3 separate regions of the Sus scrofa genome follow, and regions 2 and 3 are each linked to region 1. Evidence: chromatin contacts called from public Hi-C and HiChIP or PLAC-seq data. All regions are on one chromosome and are shown on one strand. Each heading gives the region's core, a stretch centred on a gene start, on an enhancer-like site or on the middle of the called end of the contact. The rest is flanking DNA. Distances are from core to core; before and after follow the strand shown.

What was found. A called contact is a pair of places that touch in the nucleus more often than the background predicts. HiChIP or PLAC-seq counts read pairs in DNA pulled down with a chosen protein or histone mark.
Region 2: a contact with region 1 is called in a Hi-C map of liver, with 4 times the contacts expected there. The contact joins the promoter of MIIP here to the promoter of MTHFR in region 1. A contact is called at or near these places in 2 of 47 Hi-C or Micro-C datasets (heart right ventricle and liver) and 1 of 2 datasets of contacts at active chromatin or transcription factors (alveolar macrophages).
Region 3: a contact with region 1 is called in an H3K27ac HiChIP or PLAC-seq map of alveolar macrophages. The contact joins the promoter of MFN2 here to the promoter of MTHFR in region 1. A contact is called at or near these places in 2 of 47 Hi-C or Micro-C datasets (heart right ventricle and skeletal muscle) and 1 of 2 datasets of contacts at active chromatin or transcription factors (alveolar macrophages).

What each region holds. Positions count from the first base shown.
Region 1 is chr6:71,879,740-71,883,936 of Sscrofa11.1, reverse strand. MTHFR (methylenetetrahydrofolate reductase) reads left to right here and starts at 1,819. Exons shown (of 12, transcript XM_003127574.4): 1 at 1,819-2,783. CLCN6 (chloride transport protein 6) reads right to left here and starts at 2,025. Exons shown (of 24, transcript XM_005664997.3): 1 at 1,807-2,025; 2 at 686-745. The coding sequence starts at 1,893.
Region 2 is chr6:72,062,490-72,066,686 of Sscrofa11.1, reverse strand. MIIP (migration and invasion inhibitory protein) reads right to left here and starts at 1,989. Exons shown (of 10, transcript NM_001244704.1): 1 at 1,809-1,989.
Region 3 is chr6:72,024,761-72,028,957 of Sscrofa11.1, reverse strand. MFN2 (mitofusin-2) reads right to left here and starts at 2,446. Exons shown (of 19, transcript XM_021095349.1): 1 at 2,187-2,446; 2 at 844-976.

The DNA.
Region 1 (4,197 bases), core at 570-3,069:
ATGTTTTGTTAGTGAATAATCATCTTTCAATGATCAGGGTTGTGGGTTTTTCTCTAGCCTCTTTTTGTAAATCATTTACAAATCCTCTATCACAACTGTGGCTTGTGTTTGTCATTGCAAAAGTCATAGAAATGTCATCGTGAACTGGTTAAATAATAGAAAAGCATTCCGCAGGACTGGCCTGGCCTTACTACACAGACACCCACTCACACACACACTCCCCCCCTCTCTGAATTCCATGCCTGAAATGGAGAACTACACTCAAGAATTAACATTTCTGAGAGAAGCTGCTTAGACAGGAAACAATCATCTGAAAACTCAGTTCACTCAGAAGAGAAGCAAAGTCTTCTTGTCCTCACGTGTTAGGAGCACACACTCAGTGGCTTTGACTCTGGGTCTCTGCAGGTTGTAAAAGAAAACATCTAATAGCAAACACATACTCTACCCAGATTAAGGTACCACAGATCCACGAAAACATGGAGACACACTCAGACCCTGCTTGGGGTTGAGGTGAGAAAAGGGCTTTTTAAACAGTCTCCTTTCCACAAAGAAGTTACCTCTTACCTACTCATCTCCTGGGAGAAAAGGTCAAAGAGCATCTCTGGTTGGAATCCTAATGCTTGGGTCTGAAGTGAGCAGGTCACTCACTACTTTTGGTACCCAAGACAGCATCTAAGAATCTTACCTCATAGTCTTTCCTTGGAAGGATCTCATCCTCCTCTTCCTGTGTTTCTCCAAGGATGGTCTAGAAGAACAGATCCACAGAAGGAAGACCCTCTTAATTTTTTTTTTTTTTTGTCTTTTTGTCTCTTCAGGGCCACACCTGAGGCATATGGAGGTTCCCAGGCTAGGGGCAGAATCGGAGCTGTAGCTGCCGGCCTACATCACAGCCACAGCAAGGCAGGATCCTTAACCCACTGAGTGAGACCAGGGATCGAACCCATGTCCTCATGGACACCAGTCAGGTTCGTTAACCACTGAGCCATGATGGGAACTCCTTAATGGTTTTTAAAGAGGAATGAGGCAAAAAAAAAAAAAAAAATTGGAATGAGGCAGAAATATGTACTGAAATCAACTGCTAGTTTCTAAGTCATCTGAAGTCATTTTCAAATGGGAACTAGACGGAAAAACAACCTTTTGGGATGGGGGTGGAGCGGGTAGGGTTCTACCCATGGGTGGGGATCTACCCTCATCCAACTGAGCTCTTCATCCCTACAGAACATTCTCCAAATAATCACTCGTCTTCAGGACACTTCAGAGATGTCCCTTGCCAGCTTAAGGTGGAAAATATTCAGGTTCCACCTGACAGCATGCCAAGTCTGAAACCAGGAGGGACTTGTCAACTCTGGGGACATAACTCAAGTTTTCCCAGAGTGCTTTGCAGATGGAAGCTGGAATATCAGTGACCCAGAAAAGGTGAGGAAATAGAGAAAGGGCTGGAGAATCTCAGCTGCATGATCTGCACAAACTCCAGCGGAGGAGCTCCTTCTGAAAACGCTTGTTTCATTCAAAACTCCTTTCAGATGGAAATAAAAGCATATGAGGACGGGATGCACTGGTGCAGGCCTGGATTCTCCCTCAGATTCTAGGCAGGGGTTATGATCACACACACACACACACAAAAAAAAAAGCCCAGACTTGTACGCGTGAAGCCCGGCAGATGCTTCCAGAGCCCAGGCTGTTGTCCCCACGCCCCACCCGCTGCCACCTGCGGTCCATGTTCGGCCCGGCCCCACCCCCGGCAACGCCTCTCCCCGGTCCCTTAGCAACCGCCCCCTGCCCAGCCCCGCTCCGCCAGCTCCTCACCAGCTCCTCGGGAGTGCGGGTCTCACGCTCACCACAACAGCAGCACCACCTGCAGCAGCAGCAGAGGGACCCCCTGCACCCCGCCATCTTCCTCCTTTACTGCCACCCTGGACCCCTCTGGCAACCCCCTCCCGCCCAGGATCCGCGCCTCACGTGACTGGCTCCGGGAGTGTCACGTGGCCCTCTCGTGCTTGGGGACGGAGACTGGGAGTGGCTGCAAACGGGTGGGGCGAGGGCTCGCGTCACATGACGGCGGAGGGACGGCTTCCAAAGAGACTTCTGGGCGCGGCCATGCTGGGGGCGGGGCTTCCGGGCGCCTGGGCCGGTGGTTTCCGCCCTCTGCTTGCACCTCCCTTAGCAACCTGACACCTGCGCCGCGCCCCCCACTCGTGCCCCGCCCCCTCCTCCGGCGGGCCCCGCAGCGTCCACGCAGCTGCGGCGGGCACGCTTTCCGAGTCATCCGCGACCAGAGGGTGAGTGACAGCGAGTCGCGGGGTTGCCAGGGAAGGAGACCAAGGAGTTGGGGACCACCCACCCGGGGGCGGGCTCTTGCCTGTGGGCAGCGAGCGATAGCGGCCGGCCCGCCCCCTCCTCGCTCGTCCTCCGAGAGAGTAATGTAATCCTTAATGGCTGCCTCCTGCACGACCCCCAGCAGCGAAGCGAAGACTCACTTTCCTCCCCGGCCTGGTCGGAGGCGGCCCTGAGTCGGGGTGTCCCCGTGCCGGACTGGGCCTGGGCCTTCATTTCTTCACCCCGACCATGAGCCGGTGACCCGGTGAATCGATCCACTGCCCCCGAGCCACCCGGGCGCCAAAGACTCTTCGCCGGTTCCCCGCCGAGCGCCTGGAGAAGAGCGGTGGTCCGCTGGCCCTGTTTCCGGCGTCCACTGCATCGGGCTGCGCACGGGTGCCCACCCGACCTTTCTGGGAGTGGTGGCCTCCGTATTTCCCCACTGCCCCGTGCTCGGCACTGATTAAGTAAGTGCTCAGCAGATGGTAAAGGATTATTCTGAGAACAGAGTGACAGTGCCTGGTGGGTCGGTGCTCAGGAGTGCTGGCTGTTAGTGCCATATGCCAGGCACTGGGATACCATGGACAGAATACCCTGCCCTGGTCTCAGAGAACTGGGAAGAGGGAGCGCAGGCAAACCTGTGAGCCCACAATTGCAGCCCTGGGTGCGATGGGACCCTAGCTTGAAATGGGTAGGTGGTAGCACACAAAAAAGGTTGAAAGAAGGCTAGTGCATGCTAGGAATGAGGTAAGTCCTTATTGAACAAAGAGCAGATAGATAGTTTGTCCATGGCTCTGATTTGTCTGTGGTTCAGCCTCCTTCCCCTTTCTTGGTTTGTTCCAGCAATTAATGAGGCACTCTCTTGAATTCCAGAGAAAGACCAGCCTAGGCTGATCTTGAGGCTCTCCCCTTTCTCATTCTTGACATTAATCCCCATGGAGAAACTGGAGTTTTAGGTCAGAATCAAAATGGGCTTCCCTAGGGATGGAAAGCGTGGTCTGGGCTCAACTCTTTGACTTTTTTTTTTTTTTTTTTTTTTTTTTGGTGGAGCCTGTGGCACGCTGGGCCAGGCATCAAATCTGAGTTGCAGCTGTGACCTACATACACCCCAGCTGTGACAACACCAGGTCCTTAACCTACTTGCTGCAGTGGGAACTCCCTCAACTCCTTGACTTTGGAGGGACCAGTGTGTGTTATGTGCACTTGTTGTGTGTTTTAGGGGAGAGGAGCAATTGATCTTACCTGTTTCTCGAGAGTCTAGGACCCCAAAATGGTTAACAACACTGGCTTAGCAGTGGACATTTCCTGAAAGGCATGAACCTGGCCTGGTTGTCCCTCTAGTGCTCCATGTCCCCATCCCCTGGGTTTTCACTGCTATGTGCTTGCACCTTCCTGTACAAGAGTAGCGTTTCCTTAGAAAGTTTCTGTCTTTATTTTCCCCACCAAACTGCCCAGTGGCACTGTGCCCTCTGTTGGCCTGCCTGTGGTTGCCATGGTTCAGGGCTTCGACTCTGGTGGCTCTGTCGTCACTCTAATTACTTTGACTTCAGTGGTGTGTATAAGAACAGCCTGGAAGGCAGGCACAGACTGGACAGCCTTTGTTCTGAGTTGGACATAAATCCATGCTCTGACTGAACTTGGGTCTGGCTACTTTTGGAACCCAGCCAATGTCAAGTCTAATCCATGGTCTTTTTGGAGAAGCACACACTCAGGAGAAATCTGGCTGCTTTGTCAAACCCCCACCCCTTCCATCCTGTGTACATAGAAACGCACTAGCAGGAGGCGTTTCCGTGGCTGAGCCATTCCTTCTCTGGAGAGTGATCCAGTGCACATCTGTCTGTAGCTCCATCTCCGCCCAAACCCGGCTGCCTCCAGCCCTGC
Region 2 (4,197 bases), core at 740-3,239, 180 kb before region 1:
AGGCCTGGGTTCAAATCCCTCCTCTGATACTCCCTTATTGTGCCACCTCAGACAAGTTATTTAACCTCTCTGGGCTTTGGTTTCCTTAACTGCCAAACGGAAAGTAGCAGCATCTAACATCATAAAGTTGTTGTAAGGATGAAAAGAGGTAATGCATATTAAATCTTAGTACAGTGCTTGGGACACAGAAAGCACTCAATAAATGGCTGTTATGATTAAACTGGCCAGGATGTTTCCTAACATGTCAAAAGAGAACAATCCCCTTTTAACGACCTTAACTACACATGTTTGTTTGTTTGTTTGTTTGTTTGTGGCTGTGCCCAAGGCATGGGGAAGTTCCCATGCCAGGGATGGAACCTGCAACGACCTTAACTACAAGTGTTTGTTTGTTTGTTTGTGGCTGTGCCCGAGGCATGGGGAAGTTCCCATGCCAGGGATGGAACCTGCGCCACAGCAGTGATCTGAGCCACAGCTGTGATAATACCAGATCCTTTAACTACCAGGCCACCAGGGAACTCCCATAACTAGTTATCTAAGACAATTAGGGCAAGCCCACAAATGTAAATAAAGCATTAAAGCTTTTTCTTTTTTTTTCTTTTTTAGCCACTTCCCAGCCTATGGAAGCTACCCAGCCAAGGATCAGATCTAAGACACAGTTGCGACCTACAATGAAGCTGGGGCAACACTGGATCCTTTAACCCCTGTGCCGAGTGGAGGATCAAACCTGTGTCCTGGTGGTGCAGAGACGCCTCAGATCCCGTTGCACCAAAGAAGGAACTCCAAGCATTATAACTTTTGGATTTAACACAAATCAGACTTCAGAAGGGACTCTTTCCTCTCTCCTACCCTGCTTTCTTCTTCCTTTTTTTTTTTTTTTTTTTTTTTTTTTGCATTTTTAGGGCCGTACCTGCGGCATATGGAGGTTCCCAGGCTAGGGGTCGAATCAGAGCTGTAGCTGCCGGCCTACACCACAACCACAGCAATACAGGATCCAAGCCATGTCTTCAACCTACACCACAGCTCACAGAAACGTGGGATCCTTAACCCACTGAGCAAGGCCAGAGATTGAACCTAAGTCCTCATGGATGCTAGTCAGATTCATTTCCACTGAGCCATGACGGGAACTCCCTCCTTTTATTTTTACAAATGAAGAAACCAAAGTTCAGAGGAGTTAAGCAATTTGGCCCAAGTCACACAGCTAGTAAGTGCCAAAGTCAGATTTTGAATCCAAATCTGGCTCCAGCCTTTCTTTCCCCAGGAGTGTGGAAGCTGCCTCCCCCCTCACCCCATCCAGGCTCAGGGATACACCCTAATCCGGAAAAGATTTCTGCAAGCTAGGGGAAGGGGCTTCCTCTTCCCTCTGAGCCTCAAGCCCAGACTCCTCCAACCAGAAACCCAGTCTCCCCCCAGTACACGTTATTCCTTTCTAACACTGGATTCAGTCAGATCCCCTACTCTCAGAAACCAGCCCTGCCCGGAGCAGAGAAGCCAGACTACACTGGACCCGCCCCCACCTATACCCGTGCAGTTAAGTGGGGGGCAGTGGAGATTCGAGGAGACCACTCCGCCGGAGTGCAGACAAGGGGAGCAAACAGCCTGATTCCCAGGACCAGGAGTCCCGGCCCCCACCCTTATCTGACCAAGTGTTTCTGGGCTAGACCTATACTCAAGGGTCTCCGTTTTCGCACGGGGTTAAAGAGAACAGCCTATCTGCCCTCCTCCAGCTCCGGCCGCGTTCTGGAGAGCTAAAGCTGTGCCACCGCAACCGGAAGGCCACATTCAAAAGGAAAACCGGGCAGCAAGAGTACCAGAGGTGGTGCCGGAGAACTCAGGAGCGGGACACTGGGAAGAGGGAGACAGCCTCCCTCTTCTTTCCCATCGCGGGCCCCGGCCCCTCCATGAGGACGAACGGAGGGCAACCAACTGAGCCGTTCCTCCGCATCCCTGACCCTGCCGCCCCGGCACTCACCGCCAGGAAACGCGGGCAACGCCCAGCCAGTAGCAGCCAGCGCGGCCGGGAGCTGTGCCCCGCCCACCCCATGCGTCACCGGCCGGGGCGGGGCCCTATCTGGCCTCCCTGATTGGTCAGATGCGGGAAGGCGGGACGCTCCCGCGAATGTAACTTCGCCTTCAGAAGCAGCAGTTTCAACATTGGGGCGGGGATAACAACGGAGCTCAACAGCTAATTGGTCGACTTCCTAGGTCGGGTACAAGCGATCGAAGGTCAGAATGGGGCGGGCCCCTGGGGAGGCGAGCTCCCATTGGTCAGGACTAGGCCGCGGGCTAGTTGGTGTTCAGTGGCGGCAGTTTCAGAGTCTGGATCTGTCTGCGTTCCAGAGCCAAACGATGCAACTCCGAGCGGGAGGGTAGGCGGCGGCTAGAGACGCATGATTTCCATACTTTCTTTCGAATGTTTGTGCCTATTTTGTGCCAAGGGGCACTGCACTAAACACCGGGATGAGGTCCTTGCCTGGAGCATGGCGAGTGGAGACAGTGGGTAAGATATGAACACGGATAACTTAAGACTCAGTCTGTAAAATATGGGCAAGTTTATAGGGAATGCCTACTTTTCACCAGGTATTGTCCATATCCCAGTGCATGCCAGCCTCATAAATGTGCTTTAAGGTGGGCATTATTGGGACTTCCCGTCGTGGCTCAGTGGTTAACGAATCCGACTAGGAACCATGAGGTTTCAGGTTCGATCCCTGACCTCGCTCAGTGGGTTAAGGATCCGGCGTTGCCCTGAGCTGTGGTGTCGGCCGCAGACGCGGTTCGGATCCTGTGTTGCTGTGGCCCTAGCCTGGGAACCTCCATATGCCGCGAGAAGCGGCCCTAGAAAAGGCAAAAAGACCAAAAAAAAAAAGACAAATAAATTTAAATTGACCGTATGACCCAGCAATTACATTGCTAGCTATCTACACAAGAGAAATGAAAATGTGTCCACACAATGACTTGTACAAGAATGTTCCTGGCAGCATTATTCCTAATAGCCACAAAAAAGGAGAAATAACCCAAATGTCCATCAACTCATAAATGGACAAACTAAAAAAGCTATCCAGACAGTGGAAACTACTTGGCAAGAAAAAGGACTGGAATACTGACCCAGGCTACCACGTGGATGAGCCTCAAACATTACACTAAGTGAAAGAAGCCATACATACTAAAAAAACATATTAAATGATTCTTGTTACGTGAAATGTCCAGAAAAGACAAACCTTTTTTTTTTTTTTTTTTTGTCTTTTTGCCTTTTCTAGGGCCGCTCCCACAGCATGTGGAGGTTCCCAGGCTAGGGGTCCAATCGGAGCTGTAGCTACCGGCCTACACCACAGCCACAGCAACGTGGGACCCAAGCCGCATCTGCAACCTACACCACAGCTCATGGCATTGCCAGATCCTTAACCCACTGAGCGAGGTCAGGGATCGAACCCGCCACCTCATTCATGGTTCCTAGTCGGATTCATTAACCACTGAGCCACGACAGGAACTCCAAGGCAAATCTTTAGAGACGTAAAGTAGATTAGCGATTCCCTGAGTATGAGCTGGGAACAGAGAATTACTGCCAATGGACTGAGGGACCGTTCTGGGGTAATGAAGACATCCCAACACGGGACTGTGGGGAGGAGGGCTGCACAGCTTCACAAATTTGCTAAAATGATTGACTTGTACCCTTAAAAAGAGCGAATTTTATGGTATGTAAATTATAACTCGATAAATTTTTTAAGTTAAATGTATATGACCCACTTATTCTACTTTAAGGCATTTATCTCAGGGAAAGAATATTGCCCATATGAAGGCTTATGTATGAATGTTCATAGCAGATATACTGTAAATCCACTTGTCCATCAAGTGGTGAATGGATAAACAAATTGTGACATATCTGTGCAAAGCATACTCTTCAATAATAAAAATGAATAAACTACAGGTACACACACACTATGGATGCATCGCAAAACAGTGATGCTGCGTGGAAAGGAAAGAGGACAAACGGTACCGTCCATCTATGTAAAACCTGAGAAGACGTAAACTATAGTGAGAGAAAGATCAGGGGTTGCTTGGAGACAGGTGGGAGGGAGGGATGATGAGAGGGCATGAGGACACTGGGGGGATGATGGCTTTGGTTACTTTTTTGTTCTCTTGGCCACCCCTGGGGCATGTGGAAATTCCCGGGCCAGGGATCAATCCTGTGCCACAGCAGCA
Region 3 (4,197 bases), core at 1,197-3,696, 140 kb before region 1:
CAGGAGCACAGCAAAGACTTTGGGAAGGAAAGCTTGTTGTAAAGCCCTGATGCAGGATTTCATCAATTTATCTGAAGAAACCCTTCTTTTGCATAATAGTTTTAAAACCCCTGAGGATCATACTTTTGGAAAAGCCTCACTCATCCCTGTAGTCTCCCACTCCCACCAAAAAAGTTCTGGGAGCACAGTATTAACAGATATTAACTAAGACCAGAATCAAACGCAAGTCTAAACTATTAGCACTCCATGGTAATCAAAAGCTTTGCCTCAACCTAGGCCGTTAGTTAAGGAGGATTAGGTGCCTTGGGCATAGGGACAGCAGTAGCAAAATTCACTGCAAGGTGTGTTTGGATCCCAAGCACAGTTCCTGAATCCACACCCACCTCCTTACCCAGTTTCATGCACAGCAACTCCTAGCAGGGAAAATAAAATGGATCCACAGATCGTCTGCTGGCACAACTGGAACAGAGGAGAAGCTGAGAAATTAAAACAAGAGAGTATACAGGGTAAAGGGGCAGGGCAGACTCTTAGAAGAGCTGTGATAAGGCACCAAAGAGCCAACTTCCACTGGACAGCAAGAGAAGGAGGATCCAGCAGCAGAGACCAAACAAGGGAGCCAGAGATCCCAGCCACTTTCTAAACTGTCAACTTTTAAATGGGCTCTCTCAGCAACTAGTGAAATCCTCCATGGAAGTTGAAAGGAGATGTGGCTTTTTTCCAACACAGGTTAGAAAACTCCGGATCTGTGCAAAGATGACCCCATCTGAGACTTGCCGCTGAATCAGAGCACCCCCTTTCCACTCCACCCAGAGCAGCATGCCAGATGTCACACCCACCACTTACTTTTTGGATGGTGAGAGAACTTCACAGGGTAGGCATCATGGACGCGGCTAGAGTCAAAAAGACGAAAAGAATTTGAGTTCTCCTCTGTCCTATCTCACGTTGAGGTTGGCTGCTGATTGCGTTGACTCCAATTCTGACTTGTTGGAAAAGAAAAGGTACAGGTCAACAGGCAGCAAAAAAGAAAAAAAACAAAAACTAAAAACTGGTGCCAAACAAGTCTAACCAAGTTGAAAAGCCAAGCAAACTCATCCCCGAGGGAAGCTTACTCATTGAGGCACTGGCGTGGTATGTGAGGAAGTTCCCTGAGGAAAAACACAACACGCAGGTGTGGGGCCAAGCCTAGGTGTGCACAAACACGTGTTCAGCCATGTGCTGGGGAGAAGCAGGGACCCTGGCAAAGGCACAGCCAGAGGCGCGAGGAGTGGGCAGAACAAGGACAGGGACTGGGCTGAGGACTGTGGAATGGAGGACTAGAGATGGGAGGGTGGAGTTGAGACACAGAAGTGCAACTTATTGAAAGCCTCCACCTGCCAGATGCTGTAAAATGTCTTAATTCTCAATTCTGTGGTGCAAAGAGTTATGCTAGTTAAGTGGCCAAGCTGCAACTGAGATACTCCCTCCTGGTGACTGCAAAGCTCCCTTGCTTTCTATTAGGTGCATCTGTCTCACCCCACCCTTGGAGAGGGAAAGGGTGACAGAGCCCCTAATGGGAGGAGGAAAAGAGAGAAAATAAAGGAATTAAAGGAACAGGGCAACACAGACTTACAATAGAGGGGAATGGCAGTTTTGGCCTCATGATCCAAGCAGCTAATTATTCGGCATCTTCTGTCTGCCTTGCGTCTGTGTGTGTTTGTGCCAGGCATTAAAGTTAGGGATGGATAAAAAAACAGTCCCTGCCTTCAAACGGAGCTTACCGTTCATTTAGAAGCCAAACAAGTAAAGAGACGACTGTGCGAGAGCAATAAGTGCCCAAATTTGGGGAAGTCGGAGCAGGGCACCTACAGTGATGAACGTGGGCACCTATCATGCGCTGAATACGTGCCGGCAAATACAGAGAACTGGATGAGAAATGGGGAAAGGGTTGGGGTGGAATGCGGCGGTGAAGAGTGAGCAAGCAAAGGGTGACAAGTAGCCTCAGGGATTCCCCCCCCCCAGTCCAGCGTCCCGCCCCCTCCTCTCTGGGCCGCGGAGAGCCCGGCGGCGAGGCTGGAGCGTGGGGGCGCCTGCCAGCCCGGATTCGGAGCCCCCGGGAACCTGGTGTCCCACTGGCGCACGCCAGGCTACTCAAGACTCGCCGGGCTGGGCTGGCCCCGGCCCACCGCCCAGTGTGCTCGCCCTCTCACCTTCACCTTCCCGGCCTCCTGTCAGCCATCATACCCCCGACGTCACCAACAAGCGCCACCCCGGGGACAGGCGGGAGGAGAAGGGCGCGCGAGTCACCAGCCGCCTCAGGTTCGCCGTTCTGACCTCGGTGAGTCCGGGGACTCTGAGCTCAGCGTGTTCGACCCTACTAGTTCCTATGGGTCAGGGGGTCCTCTGGCTCAGCGCCTGGAGAAGCATCTCAACTCGTTTATTCACCGCCCTGGCGTCCCAAACCGATGACGCACACGCGAGGACACGCGCTGCATCATGGGGGCTGTAGTTCCGCTGGGCGCCGATCAGGGGCTGGGGTGGGCGGGGCCTCGAGCTGTCAAGGGGAACAGAAACCAAGGGCCTGCATTAGATGTTCCCGCTCTTTCGTTTGTTGCTCTAGAGTTTTACCCTAAGGCTTCTGCCAGCTCTGGAATCCAGCTTGCGCTTGGTAATTTTAGAAAAGAGCTCCCAAGAGAAAGACAGAGAGTAAGCCTTGGCCTGCCGCCCTTCAGTTGACTTTGAGGAAGTAAGAACAGCAACCATCCCTGAGCAGGAGAACCTAACATACTTCACGTGAACCTTCACAATAGTACCAGTTGGCTCAGAGGGGAGATGATTCCAGCTCACATATGGCAGATCACTGGGAGCCTTATTATGTGCCGGGCACTGGGATACAGCAGTAAACAGTCTCTTGATGGCCTCAGGGACAGCGGGGGAGGCTCTAAGCCTGCGCTGTCCAGACTGGTAGCCACCCAGCCACGTGTTGCTATGAAATCCTGAAATGTGGCCAGTGCAAACTGAGATGTGCTGGAAGGCTGGAAGGCTTGGTAGGAAAAAGAATGTAAACTATCTCACTGATATTTGTGTATTGATTACATGTATAATAATAATATTTTGGATAAATTGGGTTAAATAAAATATGCTGCTAAAATTAAGTTCTCCAGTTTCTTTTTACTGTTGAGAATGTGGCTACTAAAAAATCTAAAGCCACACAAGTGGCTTGCTGTGATATCGTGGGTTTTTAAAAAATATTTTATTTTATTTATTTTTATTGTATTGTATTTATTTTATTTTTGCTTTTTAGGGCTGCACCTGTGGCATATGGAAGTTCCCAGGCTAGGGGTCGAATCGGAGCAACAGCTGCCGGCCTACACCACAGCCATAGCAACACTGGATCCGAGCCGCATCTGCGACCTACACCACAGCTCACAGCAACACCGATTCCTTAACCCACTGAGCAGGGCCAAAGATTGAACCCATGTCCACATGGATACTAGTCGGGTTTGTTTTTGCTGATCCACAACAGGAACTCCGATATTGTGGTTTATAATAAGCATTATAGGAGTTTCCATTGTGGCTCAGTGGCTTAAGAACTTGACTAGTATCCATCCATGAGGGAGCGGGTTTGATCCCTGGCCCCACTCAGTGGGTTAAGGATCTGGCATTGTCACGAGCTGTGGCAGAGGTCAAAGATACAGCTCAGATCAGGTATTGCTGTGGCTGTGGCATAGGCAGGCAGCTGTAGCTCTAATTCAACCCTTAGCCTGGGAACTTCCATAAGCTGCAGGTGCAGCCCTAAAAAGGGAAGAACAAATTATATATTTGGTCTCCTTCCCCTGTTCATGATGCAGAACTCCTAAAGCCCTGGTTTACCCACATAAGAGCCATAAGGGCATCTTTTGCTATAATGTTTAGTTTGCCCTCAGTTTCCAAAATAGCTTCAGAGCCATTCAGAATTGAAATGAGGAGTTCCCTGTGGCACAGCAGGTTAAGGATCTGGTGTTGTTACTGCAGCATCTCAGGTTACTGCTGTGATGCCTGTTCAATCCCTGCCCTGGGAACATCCACACGCCTCAGATGTGGCCAAAAACAAACAAAAAATGTGAAATGAGTTTTTCATAAAAAGTTCCTTTCAACTACACCTGAGTTTATGTTAATGAGGTGACTTTTGGAAAGCCCCTTTGGATGGAGTTGGTTGCCAGGGGAACCAATCATGTGATT